2 separate regions of the Rattus norvegicus genome follow, and region 1 is linked to region 2. Evidence: chromatin contacts called from public Hi-C data. All regions are on one chromosome and are shown on one strand. Each heading gives the region's core, a stretch centred on a gene start, on an enhancer-like site or on the middle of the called end of the contact. The rest is flanking DNA. Distances are from core to core; before and after follow the strand shown. Region 1 holds the start of Pou3f1 (POU class 3 homeobox 1). Region 2 overlaps LOC102548116 (a long non-coding RNA gene).

Region 1 (2,700 bases), core at 10-2,509, 90 kb after region 2:
CACTTCTCCAACAAGGACACCTCAACCTCAATTCCTATCAGACGAACCCGAGTCGGCTCCACGGGAAGCTAGACAGTTGCCAGCTAACAGCCTGCACATTGGATTTCCGAAGTGCCCAACTGTTCTTCCCTAAGTCGTCCACTCATCCTATCCTGCAAGTTTCCAGCCGGCATGACCCCACCATAACCAGCGCCAACAACGGACCACCGGTTCAAGCTGGGAGGAAACAACAAGAAAAGGCTACAGCAGGGCAGGACAGGGCCCAGTGTCCATCCCCCACCCACTGGTGGCGCTTTCTTAGGAACCAGTCTTCACCTCGAGGTTCTCTCATTCCAGAACCCCGGAGCCCGGCTGGTTCCTAGAGCTCGCATCTCCGCGTACAGCCTCTGTGGCTCGCTGTCCTGGCTCAGCACTGCCCACGCGGTACTCACCTGGCCTCGGTGCCCAGGAAAAGGAAGGTGAGCCGACGAGAGGCGTGAAGCCCAAGCCGATCCGACTCTGTCCGTGCCTGCTGCACTTTCAGAACCGCATAGGTCTAGCTAGTTGTGACGCTGAATCTATAGGGAGAAGAAGGAAAACCGAGACCGTGGGAGAGCCCGGTGCGACCTGGCAGCCGCAGGAGGCGAGGCCCCGGAGGTGAGCAGCCGCGCGGTACCGAGCCGAGAAGTCACGCTGCCTCGCTCTCGCCGCAGCCTAGAATCGCGGGATCCTGGCCCGCAAGCAGCGGCGCACCGCAGGAAGGAGTGCGGGGCTGAGTCTCTGCTCGGAGCCCGAGCGCCTCCCGGAGCCCGCAATCCCCCGCCCGCCCCAGTGGGATGCGGGCGGAAATTGAGCTTGTGTGGAACGTGGGGACCGACCGGGCTCCGAGTCTCCCGCGCTGCGGTGAGAGCGGGGCCCACGCAGCCGGGACCGGAGGGGGTGCGGTCCCAGTGCCACCCCCGCGCCACTCCCCACGTGGCGGCCGCGCCCCCGGGGCGTGAATGTGTACGCGGGCGGTGCTGGGGGGGGGTCATGAATGAAGCCCCAGCGGCCAATCAGCACTGCCGGCGCGCGGGACCCCGAGAGCGAGACCCAATAGAGAGCTGTGGGTTGCAGGCCACGGCGGAGGGCGGGCACGGGGGGCGGAGGCCGGGGCCGGGAGGCGGGAGGCGGCTCCGCGGGCAGCCAATGGGCGGCGGGCGGGGTGGGGCTCCGGAGCGCCCAGCGGGTCCCGGCTTTAAGCCGGCGGAGCGCGGCGGCGGGGCCCGCAGACGGAGCGAGGCGGCGGCGGCGGCGCGGCGCAGGGCGCGGGGCGGCATGGCCACCACCGCGCAGTATCTGCCGCGGGGCCCCGGCGGCGGAGCTGGGGGCACCGGGCCGCTCATGCATCCCGATGCCGCCGCGGCGGCGGCAGCGGCGGCGGCGGCCGAGCGGCTGCACGCGGGGGCCGCGTACCGCGAAGTGCAGAAGCTGATGCACCACGAGTGGCTGGGCGCGGGCGCGGGCCACCCCGTGGGCCTAGCGCACCCTCAATGGCTACCCACGGGAGGAGGCGGCGGCGGCGACTGGGCGGGCGGCCCGCACCTGGAACACGGCAAGGCAGGCGGTGGCAGTACCGGCCGAGCTGACGACGGCGGCGGTGGCGGAGGTTTCCACGCCCGCTTGGTGCACCAAGGGGCGGCCCACGCGGGCGCGGCATGGGCACAAGGCGGCACAGCGCACCACTTGGGCCCCGCCATGTCGCCGTCGCCCGGGGCCGGCGGGGGTCACCAGCCCCAGCCGCTCGGGCTGTACGCTCAGGCGGCCTACCCCGGTGGCGGCGGCGGCGGCCTGGCCGGGATGTTGGCGGCGGGAGGCGGCGGCGCGGGACCCGGCCTGCACCACGCGCTGCACGAGGACGGCCACGAGGCACAGCTGGAGCCGTCGCCACCACCGCACCTGGGCGCACACGGACACGCACACGGACATGCACACGCGGGCGGCCTGCACGCGGCGGCGGCGCACCTGCACCCAGGCGCGGGCGGTGGTGGCTCGTCGGTGGGCGAGCACTCGGACGAGGATGCTCCCAGCTCCGACGACCTGGAGCAGTTCGCCAAGCAGTTCAAGCAACGACGCATCAAGCTGGGCTTCACCCAGGCCGACGTGGGGCTAGCGCTGGGCACCCTCTACGGTAATGTGTTCTCGCAGACCACCATCTGCCGCTTCGAGGCCCTGCAGCTGAGCTTCAAGAACATGTGCAAGCTCAAACCGCTGCTCAACAAGTGGCTGGAGGAGACCGACTCGTCCAGCGGCAGCCCCACCAACCTGGACAAGATCGCGGCGCAGGGCCGCAAGCGCAAGAAGCGCACGTCCATTGAGGTGGGTGTCAAAGGCGCGCTCGAGAGCCACTTTCTCAAGTGTCCCAAGCCGTCTGCGCACGAGATCACCGGCCTGGCCGACAGCCTGCAACTGGAGAAGGAGGTGGTGCGTGTCTGGTTCTGCAACCGGCGGCAGAAGGAGAAGCGCATGACCCCCGCGGCCGGCGCGGGCCACCCGCCCATGGACGACGTTTATGCGCCTGGGGAGCTGGGGCCTGGCGGAGGCGGCGCGTCGCCACCCTCTGCGCCCCCGCCACCCCCGCCGGCCGCGCTACACCACCACCATCACCACACACTACCCGGCTCCGTGCAGTGACCCTGCGGACTGGGTTCCCCGCCGGCGCAGCGGTGCCTCCGGCGCGCA
Region 2 (2,700 bases), core at 128-2,627:
GCTGGAAGCCACTGCCCCCATTTTGCAGATAGGGAAACTAAGGAGACCCTGGAGTATAGCTAGTCTACCTGCAATTTTCCAAGCTAGGAATGGCCTGGGAGCTCCTTCCTCCCACAATCCCCTAGGGTAAAAATGTTCAGAGATGGAAGGGTGTCCGTCTGCTTCCACATCCGGTAATAGTGTGAACTCGGCTCCCTCGCCTCGTGACTGGTCCTTCCTTCAAACACCAAGCCAATGAGCCAGATCCAGGGCTGGGCTGTGTAGCTCAGTCATAAGGCATGCGCCTAACATAGGCAAAGGCCTAGGTTCCAACACCAATGCTACAAAAATAAAATGAAAACTAAAAAAGAATAATATGAACCGGGTGGTGATACATACCTTTAATCCCAGCGCTCGAGAGGCAGAGGCAGGCAGATCTCTTTTGAGTTCAAGGCCGGTCTTGTCTACAGAGTGAGTCCCAGGACAGCCAGGGCTACACAGAGAAACCCTGTCTCAAACACAACCTACCAATAATAATAATAATAATAATAATAATAATAATAATAATAATAATAAAATGACAATAAGAGTAACCACTGAGCCATACAGCCCTTCTCCTCTCCCAACACCTTTCTCCCAGGGCCTATTGCGCTCCCCTGTGGAAACCTTCAAAGTCCTCCTCAGACTGGGATCAGTCCCTGATATCTTTGTCTGACTCAGTCTAGGTATCCCCTTCTGTACTTTATCCCCACCCCAACCCCTCTCTCTGTTGGGCAAAGCCATTAGCCCCAAGGCTACTGACAGCTTCCTGGGAGTTGCAACTAGGCACAATCGGGAATCAAAAAGCTCCTTTAACTGTCCTCCAGGAATGAGGGGTCCGGCCCTCAGAAGACACCACCAAAACTGTGAGAAGGGGCCCAGAGGAGTGGCCACAACATTCTCAGAGCTTGCAGAGGGATTCAGACTCCTGTGTCAGTGGGAATTCTGAAGCTCCCAGCACATGAGCTCATGGGTGGCTGAGTGCCCAGCCCTGTGCTTCATGGCTCTGGAATGTGTTTTCTAGGCTGATCTGCCTTGCTCCCCCCATCTTACCACAGCAAGTGCTGCTGTGTGCTCTCGGCTCTTCAAAGCCAGAAAGAATTTTTTTTCTTTCTAATACTTACCAAGTCTTGTGTGTATAGTGTGTGTGAGTGTGTGTGTGTGTGTGTGTCTGTGTGCACACTTGGCGCGCACACGCATACATGCGCCCATGTAAGCAGCATACATACAAGCACCCAGGCCTTGCCCAAGGGTCAAAGCCACTGTCTGTGTGCATGGCTGAACCTGTGTGTACCTGGCTCTAGGCATGAGTGGGCACCATGGGCATATCTGTGTGTGCTTGTGTATGTAGTGAGTGTATTCTGTGCATGAGTAGTTTTAAAGGAACGCAGTGGGATCCGCTTGGGGCCCTGTGTAGCTGAACCTTATTTATAGCTCTCCTCTGTCTGCTTCGTTTCCTCTAACTTCCCTGCAGAATGATATGAATGGAAATGACACTATTGACTATCTTGGTAACCATAAAAGACCTTATAGAAATAAGATTTTTATAGTTTGTGGACTGGGAGAATCAAAAGACTAAGAGTTATGGACTCGCAGGAGAGGAGAGAATCAAGCCGAGGCAGTCGGAGGGGTCCCCGGGTGGATCGTCTGTGGGTTTTTTTTAAAACAAACTCATATAAATAAAGTGATTGTCTTGAAAGAGTTATGGGAGCCCTGAAGCTGGGCAACATCCCTTCTGCAGAGGCGGAGGGCAGCTTGTTCTCTGCCTGAGAGGAAGCCCTCAGTTTCGCTGAGTTCCTGCTCCTGGCCTCCCCAGAGAGGTAAAGGAGGCAGCCATAAGCCAGACACTGCCCTTTTGTCTCCTGGGGACCCACAGAATTTGATGCATTAGGAGTTGAGCTCCCCACCAGCTCGGTGCCCTACACCGGGTGCCAACCCTGAGATCAAAACTACAGGATCTGACTTTCCAGGCTGACACAGAAAGACCCTTCCGGCCTCAGGAAGGCACAGCATTTAAAACACTCCCTCAGCACCCATCCCCAGCTCCCTTAGGAAGCTATACAGCACGGCCCTGTACACACCATGATCCATCCACCGCACCAAAAACTCCAAATCCAGTGCCGATAAGCTTCAGCAACGCCCACTTAGAATCTGTATTTTCAGAGAGGAAGCAGAGCCACCCTGCCCCCTCAGAGCTCAAAAGACGTGCCTACAGTTGATTGGTACATGGAAACCAAGGTACACTCGCCTACCCAGGGCAACAGGAGAGACGGGAGAGAGCGGGTCTGAAGCCTACGGGTGAAAATCCAGGATTTGGCCAGGTGGTAGTGACCCATGCCTTTAATCCCAGCACTCGGGAGGCAGAGGCAGGTGGATCTCTGTGAATTTGAGGCCAACCTGGTCTACAGAGAGTCCTAGGGTAGCCAGGGATACACAGAGAAACCCCATCCTGAAAAAAAAAAAAAGATGAAGAAAGGAAAAGAAAATTCAGGTTTTGTTCATCCCAACAATGTAAGCATTGGGTTCTGGGTACTCAGCAGAATCATTCAACTGAAGCCCTAAGGGTTCACCTGTCCATCAGGAGGGGGACACTCACTGACTGGCATGAAGATCATGATACAGGAGAGTAGGACTGACTGCACAATTGCCCAGGGAGCACAGTTGGTCCTGATGAGGAAGCTT

What was found. A called contact is a pair of places that touch in the nucleus more often than the background predicts.
Region 1: a contact with region 2 is called in a Hi-C map of Schwann cells, with 5 times the contacts expected there. The contact joins the promoter of Pou3f1 here to the enhancer-like site in region 2. A contact is called at or near these places in 2 of 12 Hi-C or Micro-C datasets (Schwann cells and liver).

Annotation. Positions count from the first base shown.
Region 1 is chr5:142,193,831-142,196,530 of GRCr8, forward strand. It overlaps Pou3f1 (POU class 3 homeobox 1), which reads left to right and starts at 1,260. Exons shown (of 1, transcript NM_138838.2): 1 at 1,260-2,700. The coding sequence starts at 1,297. The coding sequence ends at 2,652. It overlaps LOC102548116 (a long non-coding RNA gene), which reads right to left and starts at 976. Exons shown (of 9, transcript XR_005504985.2): 1 at 432-976.
Region 2 is chr5:142,104,039-142,106,738 of GRCr8, forward strand. All of the region lies in intron 1 of LOC102548116 (a long non-coding RNA gene), which reads right to left. Among named protein-coding and RNA genes, the nearest start is that of Pou3f1, 90 kb to the right of the region's middle. Within about 2 kb of position 1,378, at least 17 of the 93 cell types and tissues checked have an H3K27ac peak or open chromatin away from gene starts, as enhancers often do. A contact at or near this core is called in Schwann cells, where this site is marked.